Linked DNA regions of Macaca mulatta: region 2 is linked to region 1. Evidence: chromatin contacts called from public Hi-C data. All regions are on one chromosome and are shown on one strand. Each heading gives the region's core, a stretch centred on a gene start, on an enhancer-like site or on the middle of the called end of the contact. The rest is flanking DNA. Distances are from core to core; before and after follow the strand shown.

The links. Hi-C and Micro-C count contacts between places; a contact is called where the count stands out from the background.
Region 2: a Hi-C map of fetal cortical plate shows a contact between it and region 1, with 2.1 times the contacts expected there. The contact joins the enhancer-like site here to the promoter of OSBPL3 in region 1. A contact is called at or near these places in 4 of 14 Hi-C or Micro-C datasets (fetal cortex germinal zone, fetal cortical plate, fibroblasts and 1 more).

The regions. Positions count from the first base shown.
Region 1 is chr3:103,405,905-103,413,379 of T2T-MMU8v2.0, forward strand. OSBPL3 (oxysterol binding protein like 3) reads left to right here and starts at 6,190. Exons shown (of 25, transcript XR_013415907.1): 1 at 6,190-6,525.
Region 2 is chr3:103,559,752-103,567,227 of T2T-MMU8v2.0, forward strand. It overlaps OSBPL3 (oxysterol binding protein like 3), which reads left to right. Exons shown (of 25, transcript XR_013415907.1): 16 at 1,726-1,863. Among named protein-coding and RNA genes, the nearest start is that of GSDME, 71 kb to the right of the region's middle. Within about 2 kb of position 2,685, at least 8 of the 40 cell types and tissues checked have an H3K27ac peak or open chromatin away from gene starts, as enhancers often do. A contact at or near this core is called in fetal cortical plate, where this site is marked.

The sequences.
Region 1 (7,475 bases), core at 4,940-7,439:
AGTGAGCCATGATTCTGCCTGCCATTTCACTCCAGCTTGGGAGGTGGAGTGAGACCCAGCTTCAAAAACAAACAAACAAACAAACAACAACAAAAAAAAACCCCAAAACTCTGGCTTCAGAGTAGAGAAGGGATTATAGTAAGAGCAATGGTGGCTCCTGGTCTGTTGTAATTTTCCAGGCAAGAAATGATGGTGGTTTATACTACAGTGGTGATGTTAGTGGATATGGAGATGGGAAATGAGGAGGAATTCACAAAGGTTTTCTGGGTTACTCAATAAAAAAGGAAACATACCACAAAGCATAACATATAAAACTTTTTCTGCCAACATATTTGTTGGAGATTTGGAGGAAAAGATGGTGAATGCTGGGGCTTGGATCACTCAAATTCTAACCCAATTTCCTTCTAATGTGCTTTTCTATAGTGGAGAGGCCAGAGAGAGAAAATTGCATTGCAAATCCCCTGCAGTTAGATTTGCAGATGTGGTTTAGAAGGTACTAACCCAATGCACTTACGTAAGACATGAATTCGGGAAAGAGGTAATAAGGGAAGAAGCAGGATTCAAGGCATACTTTTTGCTGGTGTGGCTTGTAACAGAAGGAGTAGGGTTCTGGCAATTCTGCCAAATCTTTCCGATTTGATAGGCGGCCTCCTAATGGTGGCAGGAGCTATGGCAATTGGCAGCCCAGTTTGGCAGTGCCTGGCACATAAATGCTTAAAACTCATGGGCTACTATTATTACACTTAGGATATACAGCAGATAATAATATAGGATGTCTATGTGCTACAGAGACAGAAACTAAAGGATAATTAAATGCCCACCCCAACTTCTGAGGTAGTTCAGTCCTGAAGGGAATATTGTTTCATGGTTTAATAAAGTGTATGACATTGGTGTCCCTAAGCCTGTGTTATATTCCTTTTTATAAGTAGCCTACGCGCCACAGTATAACATGCTAAAAAACCTGATTATGTCAAATGCTTGGAAGAAAGCTAGTCTGTTGAAACTAAAGGAGGGCTGGGGGCAGTAGCTCATGCCTGTAATCCCAGCACTTTGGGAAGGCAAGGCGGGCAGATTGCTTGAGCCATGGAGTTTGAGACTAGCCTGGGCAACATGGCGAAACCCCATCTCCACAAAAAATACAAAAGTTAGCCAGGTGTGGTTAGTGGTGGTGTGTGCCCATAGTGCCAGCTACTAGGGAGGCTGAGGCATGAGAATCACTTGAACCCAGGAGTCAGAGGTTGCGGCAAACTGAGATCACACTGTGGCAGGCCAGGTCTCACTCATGCAGGCCTCCATAACAACTGTGTCAGTACCGACTGAGTGGGTAAGTTCAATATTAAAAGCCAGTGTAAGAAAAGCCCACCAGGAGTTTTGCCTAGGCCTTTCTTCGGTCTTCAAGCATGACAAAATAATGAAGGAATTCTTAACAGCACTCATTTAGGATTAAACAAGTTTTATTGTGGGTCTGAAGAAACGCCCCAGGCTTCCACAAACAAGCTTATTGTGGGGGTTGGAAGGAACTCACCAAACCTCCATGATTTAGCAGGAGACAAGATAAGGGTAATCATTCCAGCACCTGGACCCATTCAGATTAAGTAAATTTACTTAGGCTCCAGAGGAAGGTCTTCAGGACTCAGACTTTAGTTATAGATTAAAAGAAGTTAATTACTTATGTCTTAGATGAATGTACACTTACATGTAGACATATAACTTAGAAAGTAGATAAGCTCTGGAAAACTTTGTAATTTGGAGTTGGTCTGGCGATGATTTCCAAGCCTTCTCCCTGTAACCAGTTGCAAAAATAAAAACTCTCTTCATCCTGAGTTCATCTGCATCTCACTATTGGGCCACGAGAAACAGCAGCCCAACACTTAGTTGGGCCTGGGAACAACACCACCACACTCCAGCCTGGGCAACAGTGACAGCTTGTCTCAAAAAAAAAAAAAAAAAAAAAAAAAGAAAGGAAACTAAAGGTGAGCAAGCCTCCTCTAGAATAGCCCAGAAATCCCAGAAATTGTAAACAGCTGATGAAAACCAATTTAGAATTAGAATAATCTGTGACTTTTAGTTGCACTGATCATGTTGACTTAAACTAAGCAGGAAATGTATCTGAACCAGGAAAACTAACAATGTTGCAACTTCCTCTACAAGGATAACTTTACTGTAATAAATAAGAATTTTTTTTTTTTCCAAAAGTTAAAAATGTTAACAAAGACATGCAGGAAATGGCTCTAGCTCCTAATTCCCAAAATAATTTCTCTCTTCTCTGAACACATTTTTGGTACCTCTCAGGACATTTTCCATTTTTTAGCTTGTGTTGTAGTTATTTATGTCCACATCTGATCTGCCCAATATAGAAAACTATAAAAGCACTGAAGGGACACTCACTGATTCATTTTTATTCACTTTGAAGTGCTTGCTAAGAATGATCTCTTATACAAAGCAGGCAATCTAATAAAGGAATTGGTGAATTTTTGAACAATCCTTGTCAAGAATTATACTAACAGTTGTAAAAGAATGCTTACAAGGTGTTCATATGCAACTAAATACTTTGATTCATTTTTCAGATGAAAGTGAAGGAGGAAGAAGATGAGTAGGGCTGTACAGGTTGGAGAGGATGGCAACTCAGATTTAGACAAGTGTTTTTCCCACTTTCCATAGGCGGTAGATGTGGCAAAAAGATGGCCGTTTAAGAGGGTTGGAGACAGCCTCTGACCACTCATAGACTGTATGATTATGGTCAAGACACTGGGAACTTTCTGGGCGTTGCTCCACCACCCCTTCATAAAAGAAGTTGATGAAGTGATAAACAATAGTTCCTCCTCACTTGTAATTGTATCAGAAAACTGAAGCTATTAGGGATCTTAAAGTTCATCTAGCCCCAGAATGGCAATTCAGCATTATCTTAGATACTGATCTTGGCCTATCAGTGGCAGCTTCTTGCAGTGTTGAGAAGGATTCTGAGGCTCTATTTGGACTCAGTGGAAAAGGCAACCTTGACTTAATAATGATGTCTGATACAAGGCAGGAGGAAAGTGGCAGCAAATAAGTCAAGATGTGTCATCCCCAATTTAGCCCAATGCCGTCTCTTCACAGGAAACAAATGAGACCAGAAGCTCATATTTTGAGTTTACCATGTGCCAGGCACTGTGCAAATTGCTTTTACATTCACAATTGTATTTAATCCTTAGACAACTTTAAGAAGTTAGCATTATTATCATTCCCATTTTACAGATGAGGCTTAAGGAAACAAAATTTGCCTGAGGTTCACACCTTAGAAACCCATATCCATAAGCATTTCCCTATATCGCCTCCTGTAGGCACTTACTATGTGTTATGCCAGTGGTTCTCATCGGGGGGATTTTGCTCTCCAGAGGACTTCTGGCAAAAGTCTGGAGATTTTTTGTTGTTACAACTGGGGAGGACAGGGTGTTCCTTGAATCTAGTAGGTGGAGGCCAGAAATGCTGCTAAATGCACAAGACAGCACCCCTCCCCACCCCTTACCTCCAGCAGGAAAGAATTATCTTTACCTAAAATGTTAATAGTGCTGAGGTTGAGAACTCTGTATGCAGGAACTGTTTGCAAATGGATGATCAAACTCTTCCTGTAGTCCAGCAGGTACTTAATTATCTCCATTTTACAGACAAGGAAAGGTGATCACAGAATGAGGTGGTCATCATAAGACAGGAACTGAGGTAGTCTGATTCTAGAGGTCCTCAGTTTCCTTTACTATCAAAACATGCAAACTCAGGTAGCACCCGCTTACCTATTACCGATTTCAGAAGCTAAGACCACTGTGCCAAATGTGAAAAATTCCCACTGTGGTGGGCGTGTCTCCAAAGAGAAAAAGTATTTGTTCAACAGTTCAAAGAAGAGGGTCTCTAGGAACTCTTAATATGGAACCACTGATCTTTATTAGACATTCAAATCGTTATTTTAAAATAAGACTGAGAAGAAAGCTAATTTTAGAACATTAACAAGCTTTTTCAAGAATAATTAGCTCCGCGTGGGTTTCAACTTTTTTTTTTTTTTTCCTTTAGATTTTAGGAGCTGGAGAGCCTGGAAGCTTATTTAGGAGTAGAAGAGGAAATGAAACTATGAAAAGCCACAGTACAATTCCTCCTTTACATGGGGACAAGGCACAATGTGAATAATTCTCTCATCCTGTCCAATTAACGCCTCAAGTACACACACACACACACACACACAAAGAGAGAGAATGTACACTCTATTATGATTTGATTTGGAAGACATTAATGAAAAAGCCCAGAACGGGATGCTAGTGTAAACAACAAAGCCCTATGCAAATAACTTCCTTTCCGATTGAAGGTTGGTCTCCTACAGAAAAACTAATGCTAAAGAAACAGGCGGAGAGGCTGAAGGTGGAGAGCAAAAGAAAAAGAAATAGCTTGAACGAGGAAGGGGATTGGCAGGAGGAGGGGAGAGCAAGCCTCTCTCAGAGAGGAATTATAGAAAAATGGAAGGAGGTTTAGGAAAACCCAGTCTAAGCTGCTCCGGCGGCGGGGCTGGGCGTGGGCAAGGTGCCTCCTTGGACTGTCCGCGCGCCTGCCAGACACGTCCTTCCACTACCCATCGAGCCACCTGGCGCTGGTCGGGCTTTGCGAGGTTGTTTAGGAACCGCGGAGTCATTCGATTTGAAATCTTCTCCAATAAGCTTTTCCGTGTGCCGACGCAGGCGGCATGACAGTCGGTTTGCTCGGCAGCATCTCTGGCGCCTCCCGCCCTCGCCCGCCGCCTGCCAGATCCGAAACAGACAGTCCCAGACATTTCGCGAGGGGGATGGTTCCAGAAAGCAGAGATCTGAACGTGGTGAATGAAATGTGAACAGAATAGCTCCGGAAAGAGTCTCAGAAACCTTGAATTGGGGTCAGTTTGGAGACTGGAAATGCGACGAGCGCCTCAGGTGGTGGTTGGCAGGGGGATTTAACACTGTGGAGCCCTTTGTGCCAGGCGCCGAGCCCAGCGAGCCACGCGCGGTGCCCAGCTGGGTGAGGTCGGTCATTTGGGTCTTCAGGGAGGCTAAATACCTTGTCTTTGCTATTCCCTTCGCCTGGAACGCTCTTAGCGAGACTGGGTGTGGCAGCTCCTTTCCCATGCTCAGGAATCTGGGTAAAAGTCACCCTCGCCTAGAGGCCCCTCAGGGTGAGCGCGCCATCACGCACTAAACCACTTTCGAAAGCTGGGCTTGGCTCTCCTCTCAGTACTAACAGTTCGTCAGCCTTTTATTTTGTGCATGGATATGTATATTCTCTTCTTTATTGTCTGCCTTTCCACAAAAATGCAAGACCCGTGAGTACAGGAGCCTGGTACGCCTTTCTCACAGTTGCAAGCTCGCAACTGCTCCTGGCACATATTAGGTGCTCAGTAAATGCTCACGCCCTTCCCACCCGCCACCTGCGGCACTCGACACATTTGCAGTCTGCAAACTGACCCCAAATCATCAGCTGCTTGCATTCATGCTAGGATCAAAGAAGGCCATTGGGCTAGTGGGAAGTCAAGTCGGGTAGACTTTCCCGTCTTTCAGGGAGATTTAATAGTAACGACGGTGCTCTCCCGACCCCCTACGCCCTTGCACATAAACTGCAGAGAACAAAATCACTCCGGCACGTATCTGCACGGCTGCCTCTGGAGGTAGGGTCACGGTCTCCGAGCCCCGGGTCTCACAATGATACTGTCCTTTGTCATCTCGTGCCTAGAGTGCTGCCTCCCCACGTATTTCCTCCGTTTTCGACGACTCTGCCTCAGTCTGACTTCCTCGGGAGGTAGAGTTCTCCTAGCCTGTGCGAACGCAAGGGTCCCCTGGAGCCTTCTTCGTAAACCTGCCCCTCCCACTCTGCCTTCACTTCTTCCTCCTTCCCTGGCCAGGAAGAGCCACTCGAGGAACATTTACCGAACGCCTACAGCTAGCAGGCACCCAGCTGGACCGCCGGGAGCCTCACTCCGTGCCACGCCGCAGCACTCGCCTACCTCCGCCCTCCCAACCCGTCCGAAATCCGGGATCCCTAGTCCCCCGGCTGCGTCATGGAATCCGCGGGCTTCTTCCGAGGGCATCGCCCCACCTCCTTCCCCAAAGGCGACTTATGATTGGTGGGAACGTGTGTCACTCTGCCGCCCTCCCGCCCCCTCGGGGCCCCGCCCCCGGGCCTTGCAGGCCCCTCCCCTGCGCTCCCGCCCCTGCGCCGCTCCTCTGGCTAATCGCCGGGCGGCGCGCGCCGAGAAGTTCTGGGCAAAGTACTCAGAACTGGCCGCGTGCTGGTGGCGCCCGCCAGCCGGCCCGGGAGAAGGGACCAGAGCGCGACGCGGCCGGTGCGCAGCGCGGCTCCGGCCCCGTCTGTCCGCGAGTGGCCATCCCCGCCCCCGACTCCTGCGGCCGGTGCGAGAGCTGTCAGCTGCACGTTGCGGGGAGACCGGAGAAGCCGGGTTGCCTTCTCCCGGGTCTGTGCGCTAACCCCCGAGCCCTGCACCGGGGAACTAGGGAGTGTCTCCGGCTGCACAGCGCTCAGGTGAGTGGCGGGGCGCCTGCCTAAATGGGGCCGAGGTGTCGGGGGGCCAGGCGGCGGCGCGGGCTCGGAAGGGCTGCGGTTTGGGGGGCGCCGCGGGTCTCTGCAGAACCGGGGTCTGCCCGTGTCGGCCGGGGAGGATCCGGCCCTGGGGCAGACCGAAGCTTGGGAGCTCGCCCTCGGTGCCGGCTGAAGCTCCCGGGGAGGGAGGACCCGGGTCTCACCCACCCTAGGGCTCCGTCCCTCGAGGGACGACTCAGAGGATTGACCGCCAGGAGGAACCGAGCGCAGGGGCTGGAGCGCAGGTGCGGGAGGACGCGGCGCGCGGAGCTGTCCTGGGCAGCGGGGAGGCTCTGCGCCGGGGCTGGAGGCTCAGGAAGCCTGGTTAATTGGGCGGAGCGCGACGCTTTACCACATCCGCGGGATGGGGCGCGCCGGTGAGACTGAGACAACGCTCTCGGGGCAGGCGCTCGGCTCGCCCGCCTTCCCAACCGCGGCTTGCCCAGATCCCCCGTGCCGGGCTGGAGGCCCAGGGCACGTTCCTTTCCTTTCTAAATTTACGTATTCATCAGCTTTCTGGCCCCTTCTGGAATTTTTTTCTTTTGACTTTCCAATTACTACTGGTCAGATCACCTTTAGGCTCACCCTAACTCTTATCTCAGTGTCTTTCACATTGGTCCTTTCCCGGAGGCCCTGCAGCAGAATCTTAGTTCAGGGTCTTAGGGACTTAATGTACTCTTTCTGAACATTGTCTGCAGTTGGGTTTTCCTATCTCTGTCTCTGTTTATTCCATGGTCAGGTAAATTCTTTAAGTACTGTCATCATAAGCCAGATACTCCCAGGCAGCCCCTTAGCACTGCCCAGCTTCCCGGGGAGCGTTCCTAGCCTCTGGAGTCGCTGATGGGCACTGTCGTAGGTCGTCCAGATACTTCTTAAGCCGGGGCGCGCCGCCC
Region 2 (7,476 bases), core at 1,435-3,934, 150 kb after region 1:
TCACCCAGGCTGGAGCGCAGTGGCTGGATCTCAGCTCACTGCAAGCTCCGCCTCCCGGGTTTACCCCATTCTCCTGCCTCAGTCTCCAGAGTAGCTGGGACCACAGGCGCCCGCCACCTCGCCCGGCTAGTTTTTTGTATTTTTTAGTAGAGACGGGGTTTCACTGTGTTAGCCAGGATGGTCTCAATCTCCTGACCTAGTGATCCACCCGTCTCGGCCTCCCAAAGTGCTGGGATTACAGGCTTGAGCCACCGTGCCTGGCCAGTAGTGATGGGTTTCACCATGTTGGTTAGGCTGGTCTCGAACTCCTGACCTCATGATCCACCCACCTTGGCCTCCCAAAGTGCTGGGATTATAGGTGTGAGCCACCGTTCCCGGCCCTTTTTTTTTTTTTTGAGACAGGGTCTTGCTCTGTTACCCAGGCTGGAGTGAGTGCAGTGGTGCAGTCACGGCTCACTGTAGCCTTGACCTCCTGGGCTCAATCAATCCTCCCACTTCTGCCTCCCAAGTAGCTGGGACCACAAGCATGTGCCACCACACCCAGCTACGTCTGTTGTATCTTTTCTGTAGAGAAGAGGTTTCGCCATGTTGTCCAGGCTGGTCTTGAGCTCCTGGACTCAAGCGGATCTGCCTGCCTTGGTCTCCCAAAGTGCTGGGATTACAGGCATGAGTCACTGCACCCAGCCAAGTATAGCTGATTTTTATAAGCCATCCAGCTGCTCTAGAGAATTCTATAGCATGAGGTGGTGAGGTGGCCCCTATTATAGGCAGCACCAAAAATTTAGCAGAAGGTTATAAAGGAAGGTTATGTGACTAGTGAGCATTTATGAAAGGCACTCAGCTCTTCTTCAGTATAAGAAACTGCATGAAATGTGCTGGGAAGAAGAAATCTTGAGATTGTTACTAGCCGACATTAGAAAGGAAAATTTGCCATCACTGCTTAGGCTTAACTGTTTTCACACACATGGAAAAAAAGACAAAGAAGGTAATGTGCCCCCCCCGGTGCCCTGACGGGGAACCGCTGCTGATGCCAAGACCTCACAGTGAGGGCCGCCCAGAGACTTTGTTCACTTCGTGTTCACGTAAAGTTTTTCTTCCTTCCGCTCTTTATTTTAATTTTTTTTTTTTTTTAATGTTTCACTTTTCCTCCCAAAAAAGCAGAACTTTAAAGTCACTATATCCTGTGGCTTGTTTCCCAGGCTTAGGAAATGACTCAGATTTTCTTTGGTCAAAATGAATGTTTTGGTTTCTATAATATCACATTTTGAATGGTTAAATTTATGATGCTGATTCCTGAGTTTTGGAGGGATGTTTTAACACTCCTTTTTTAATAGTCTTTCCCCACTCTACCCCTAAAGCCTTAGCATCTTATCAAGATCCTCAGATACTGTCAGGCTTAAAAGTACTGGCCTCAGCTTACCAGTTTCCAGAAACAGCGTAGTCCAGTTTAGAAATGTCATCGTCTTGATAGCGTCTCCCAACTTTTAGGCATCAAGATAAACGGACAGCTTGAAAACATTGGATTAATTTGTTTGGGGGCCCAAATAAACATTATTTAAACCTACAATTTTAAACCTATGTTGGTTTGGTTGTTTTTAAACAACCAAAGACAAATCTTTGGCTTTCTGAAAGAAAATCATAGAGGTTTTATTTTGTTAAGTTCTTTGTGAACAATAAAGCTCTTGGTGACACAGAAGTGACAACGTTCTTTTCTCTTGTCCTTAGGTGTATGTGGCAGCCTTTGCCATATCAGCGTATGCATCTAGCTACTACCGAGCTGGGAGCAAGCCATTTAATCCAGTTCTTGGAGAAACATATGAATGTATTCGGGAGGACAAGGGCTTCCAGTTTTTCTCAGAACAGGTATATACACCCTTTTGTGCTTGTTGGGAGGGGTTGCTTATGTCTCCCGTTCATTGTGCTTCTGAAATATTTATTTCCTACCTTTCACTGGCTTCAAAGCAGCCGAGATAATTACAGTGCTTTTCAACATAAAGGGAGGGATCGATTTCCCTTCCACTGAAGCCAAGCCACCACCCAGGGGCATAAAGGTACCACCAGTAATTCTGCACACTTGCTTGGCTACATGCATTGCCGGGGTCCTTTCTCTTTAAAATCGTTAGCACAAAGAATTTTGAAAGGATGAACATTGGCCCAACCTTCAATTTAGAGGTTTAACATTGCTCCCTAACACACTGACATCGTTATTCCAGAGCATGAATGCCCCCAGCAGAATGGGTAGCACCAGATAAATGTGTTATTCTCAATTTTGATTTGAGAGGAATCATTCATTGATGTATTTATTCATTCATATCAATAAATTATTTCTAGAACATATACCATGTGCCTGCCACTGTTCCAGGTGCTAGGATATCACAGTGGGGTGGGGGTGAGGGATCCGGATAGGAGTCCTTGCCCTCATCTGATGGATGCACAACCTTGTACTCATGCAGCCTAAAGTTCCATCACATTCTTGCCATAGAAGTAGCATACAGTAATACTCAGACATCAGACAGCCTAGGATCCATCCTATCTCATTTCTACCTCTTACTAGCATTATAACCCAGGGCAAGTTACATAGCTTCTCTGTGCTTTAGTTTGCTCTCGAGAGTGGAGATGATGACAGTTGTATGTACCTCACATGATTTTGTGATGATTCTGCGAGACACTGTCTGCAAAGCACTTGGAGCAGTATCTGAGACATGAAGATACATGTTATATGAGTGTTTGCTGTCATTATTGATGCATGCCAGCATGCATCAATAATATGGGGTGGGAACATCTAAAATACTTGTCAATAGGGAATTATTTACCTAAAATGGAGTGTACACATATTGAAAATTTTAAAAAACCTTCTTTTACTAAGATACACAGAAAGAAATTTTTTAAAAATTATAACAAATTTAAAAAATAAAATATACCCTCTCCCACCTTGTTAAGGTAGCAATCTCACGTTCACTCTCTGTATATCCCTAAATCCCTAGGAACATTAAACATCATTGTTTCTGTACATTTCTCAGCCCCCAGTTCTTAGAGAACTAAGGAGAAAGGGGGGGTGGATTGCTAAAATATTCTTTTATCTTGCTGCTCTCTTTATCAATGGATTTGCACTACAGAGAGAGGAAGGGAAGCGTGGGTTGGCTGAGAGACTTATGATGATAGTGCTTATCTTAACTGTAAATGATAAGGAGTGTTCTCTGGAACTTGAAGGAAAATGAATATACAGTAACCCAAAGCACACTGTCAGTAGCTTGCCAGTTAGAAGCTAAAACAAGAAATTAAACATGGACTGATACTGGGGAAGTAGGGAGCTAAATCAGTAGTTAAAGGGGATAAGATAATCTGTGTGATTCAAAATTCATCTGGGTTATTTAAATACTGAACCTAAAATAGAATGAGAATAAATGAAAATATAATTTGGTTTCCATGGTATCATATGCACTCTTGTGAAAAAATAAAGGCCAAAAATAGCCTCAAACTACAGCAGACAATCAGGACAGGATGAATAGCTATAAGAAAAGAATAGTAACGTGAACTGTGTAAAGTTGAGCTTCAGTCCTCTGAGCCCTGGTGGGACAGGGCCCAAAACAAGATCTGTTTGTGTGTTTCCCATGATGGCACAGTGGGGAGAAATCAGAGCTCCTGGGCACCTGTGCACAAAGACAGAAAGAGGGTTACATAACTTAGCATTTAGTTCCATGAAATAAGCAAGAAAGAGAAGTGGTTATTGTTAGTAGTTTAGGATGTGCTGGGTGTAGGATGTGCAGACCTGCCTGCTTCCAATCTTAACTCCACAGTTTGTTCCATGCGTGACCTTATGTAAGTTCCTTCAACTTTCTGAGCCTCCCTTTTTTTTTTTAATCTATAAATTAGGAATGATAATGTTTGACTAATAGGTTGTAGTAAGGCTTAAACAAAATAATACACTGATGGAAATATTCAGTAAATGGCTATTGCTCTTATATTTACTGGGAACTTCTACAATGCCTTTTTTTTTTTTTTTTTTTTTGAGACAGAGTCTCACTTTGTTGCCCAGGCGGGCTTCCAATGGCACAATCTCAGTTTACTGCAACCTCTGCCTCCCAGTTCAAGTGATCCTTGCACCTCAGCCTCCCAAGTAGCTGGGACTACAGGCTTGTGCCACCATGCCCAGCTAAGTTTCGTATTTTTAATAGAGATGGTGTTTCACCATATTGGCCAGGCTGGTCATAAACTCACTTCATGGGATTCGCCTGCCTTGGCCTACCAAAGTGCTGGGATTACAGTCTTGAGCCACCACGCCTGGCCTACAATGCCTTTTAATATAAAGTGTTAAGAATAGTAAGAATGACTGGGCGCAGTGGCTCATGCCTGTAATCCCAGCACTTTGGGAGGCTGAGGCGGGTGGATCACAAGGTCAGGAGATCGAGGTCCATATTGGCTAACACGGTGAAACCCTGTCTTTACTAAAAATACAAAAAATTAGCTGGGCGTGGTGGCGGGCGCCTGTAGTCCCAGCTGCTCAGGAGGCTGAGGCAGGAGAATAGTGCGAACCTGGGAGGCGGAGCTTGCAGTGAGCCGAGATCACGCCACTGCACTCCAGCCTGGGCGACAGAGCGAGACTCCGTCTCAAAAAAAAAAAAAAAACAAATAGTAATAAGAGTTTGGGAGGCTGAGGTAGGTGAATCACTTGAGGTCAGGAATTCCAGACAAGCCTGGCTAACATGGTGAAACCCCATCTCTACTAAGAATCCAAAAAATTAGCCAGGTGTGGTATCACATGCCTATAATCCCAGTTACTCAGGAGACTGAGGCAGGAGAATCACTTGAACCTGGGAGGCAGAGGATGCAGTGAGCCATGATTGCACCACTGCACTCCAGCCTGGGCAACAGAGCAAGACTCCGTTTCACAAAAAAGGGAAAAGAATAGTAAGAGGAGTGTTGACAAGGCAGAGAGGAGCCTGAGGAATGACTTGATGAAAGAAAACTAGAAGGGCATGTATCTATAATACATATGTTCAAATAAGATATGCTATATCTCCACTTCTAGTACAAGTGGTTTGAAGGGGCCTTAATGTCGCTGGTGAGTCTCTGATGGAAGATGGCTATCAGGCAGCCAGGAGTGCTCACAGCTGGCTTCACCATGGTCATACCACCAGTCCTGATCATCATGGAGCTGCTTCATCTGTCTGGAATTTAGCCTGATGGCCGCAGATAGTTGGTTATTTTAATATACCTAAGAATGGATGAGTATCTCAGGGATAAATTCACACTAAGCGTACAAGAGTCTGATGTGTAAACTAGAATGCTACTATATGCATTTACTGTGAAAAATAGACCTGCTCTGGGGATCAGAGAGCATTGTCCAGTGTGACTAGGTATGATTTTCCCATAGGCAGATTACTTGGGAAACCACCGAGAATCCTGAGTGAGTATCAGTGTGAAGAGGCACTTGTGTGATTCAGTGCGCCAGGCAGCCCTCTGCCTTAGGAGTGGGAAGGGTGTAGGGTCGGAGCCTCCCTTTTCCTGGCCAACAGGAACCTATCAACTCAGTGCCCCTCTTTCCCTCTCCTGACCTTGTCTATTCTAATTTAACACGTCTGAAGAGAGTGCCAGAGCATTTATTCTGTTTCCCACTGGTACCTGGTATGGCTCTTTCTGCCTCCAGCCCAGCAGACAGTCTACCTTGATGGAGGCAGCATGACTCTGCCCTTGCCCATTCTGTGTCATTGATACACTTAAGCTCTCATGGCTTAGAGGTTTGTTTTCTTGCGCCTCTCTACAGTGAGTACAGGTTTCTGGATGACTAATATAATAAACTGGGCAAGCCCCCTGAATTAATATTTTGGGTGGAATTTTTTTTTAAGGAGGATGTTGATGGAAATTATATCTCGAAGCTTAAGGACCTGGCAAGAAACAACTTGGCTTTTCTTCTGAGTTTCCTAGACAACGGTCTGATTTGGAAAGCGATGGCGGTCTCTCCCTCAAAGCCCCTCGATTTTGTTATCCTGTGGATTTGCTGGGTATGTGGATGTTCCAGGTGGGGAGCAGCCAGGCAAGTGGAAGTCGTTGCTGCTTGAGAGTTCGACTCCGTTGAAACTTGCCTCTCTATTGTTTCTCATCGAAAAGACCCAAAACCACAATATCAAAATGACTCATGTGGTCAGAAACCAGAGAAAGCATTTCTTGTTAAAAACTTTTCTTATAACAAGTATTAGATGTGTAGAGTGCTCCGTGCATTCATGATCTTACTTGATCTCCAAAATGGCGCTCTGTGGAAGGTGAGGCAGGGATCAGTTACAGGCGAGGAAACCAAGGCCTAGAGGATTTGAGCTTCCCAGTGCCCCTCAGCAAATGCTAGATCTCACCCAGCCCCTCTGTTTCCATCGCTGCGTCCTTTTCCCCTCACCCTTTGTGGGGTCTCTCGTGTGGACTCAGTGACTGTGCTCAGAGCTACTGGAGTCTGCGGTGGATGTGAAAGCAGCCCTTCGTGTATGCTGTTCATTCTTGCCCTGAAGAGTCTCTCCAGACTCACATAGGACTTTGTTTTCAGCTCCCTTGGTAGACTGGGGTGTGGCCTTTGTGAAAGAGGAACGATCAGGAGTGAGTCATAGACATTCCTGTCCCGGGTTCTGACCCTCTGGCTCTTCCACCTTCTCAGAGGTTTCCTTTGTGCCAAAAAATCCAATTCAACCTTGGCTTTCTACACAAACCCACAAAAGGAGGAATTCAGAGAGGAAGGACTTCCCTTCTTTCCTTATTGGTCAGGGACTGAGTATCTTCTGGCAGGTGATTCCCTGCTTGCTGTGTCCTCCTGCTGCCCGGCAGAGCTAACACACTGTTTTTGAGCTGCATCAAGGGAATAGATGGGTCAGAAAACTTATTTCAGTTGACTACATTCCTTTTTTCATACCTTTGGGAAAGGTTTGCTGTTGAAAGGATATGCAATTAAGCTATAGTCTAAAAGTAGCTTTTCCTAATTACATGAAACATGTCCAGATCATTGTTTATTTTAACCATTTACCCACCCACCTGCATACCCTTGAGAGTGTCAGAAAAGGTGAGTGCAGTTATTAAAAGTTACTAAAATATAAGAGATTGAAAAGAAGATATTTTCCTTTGCTCTACAGGCTCAGCTTTTCTTCCTTTTCTGTTATTTATTGGAAGACTCTGAATCCATACATTCTTGGACAGACTTATACTTGCCACACCCATCACTTCCTCCTTGCACACTCATGTAACTTCTCTGAATAGTCCTTGTATCTACTAGTAAGCAGTTATTTATTACCTATTAAATAAGTAAATACCATCTTAAAGACACTGTCAAAGGGTAAATTCATTCAAATAAAACCAGCAATAAATCAAAGATGAGACAACTAAACCATTGCTTTGTGGTTTTCTACATTTCTAGGTCAAGTCAGCACTTAATGTGTTTTTGTTTTTTAATTTTTTGCTAGAAGCCATGTGTTTATGAGATAAGTGATTCACTCTGAACAT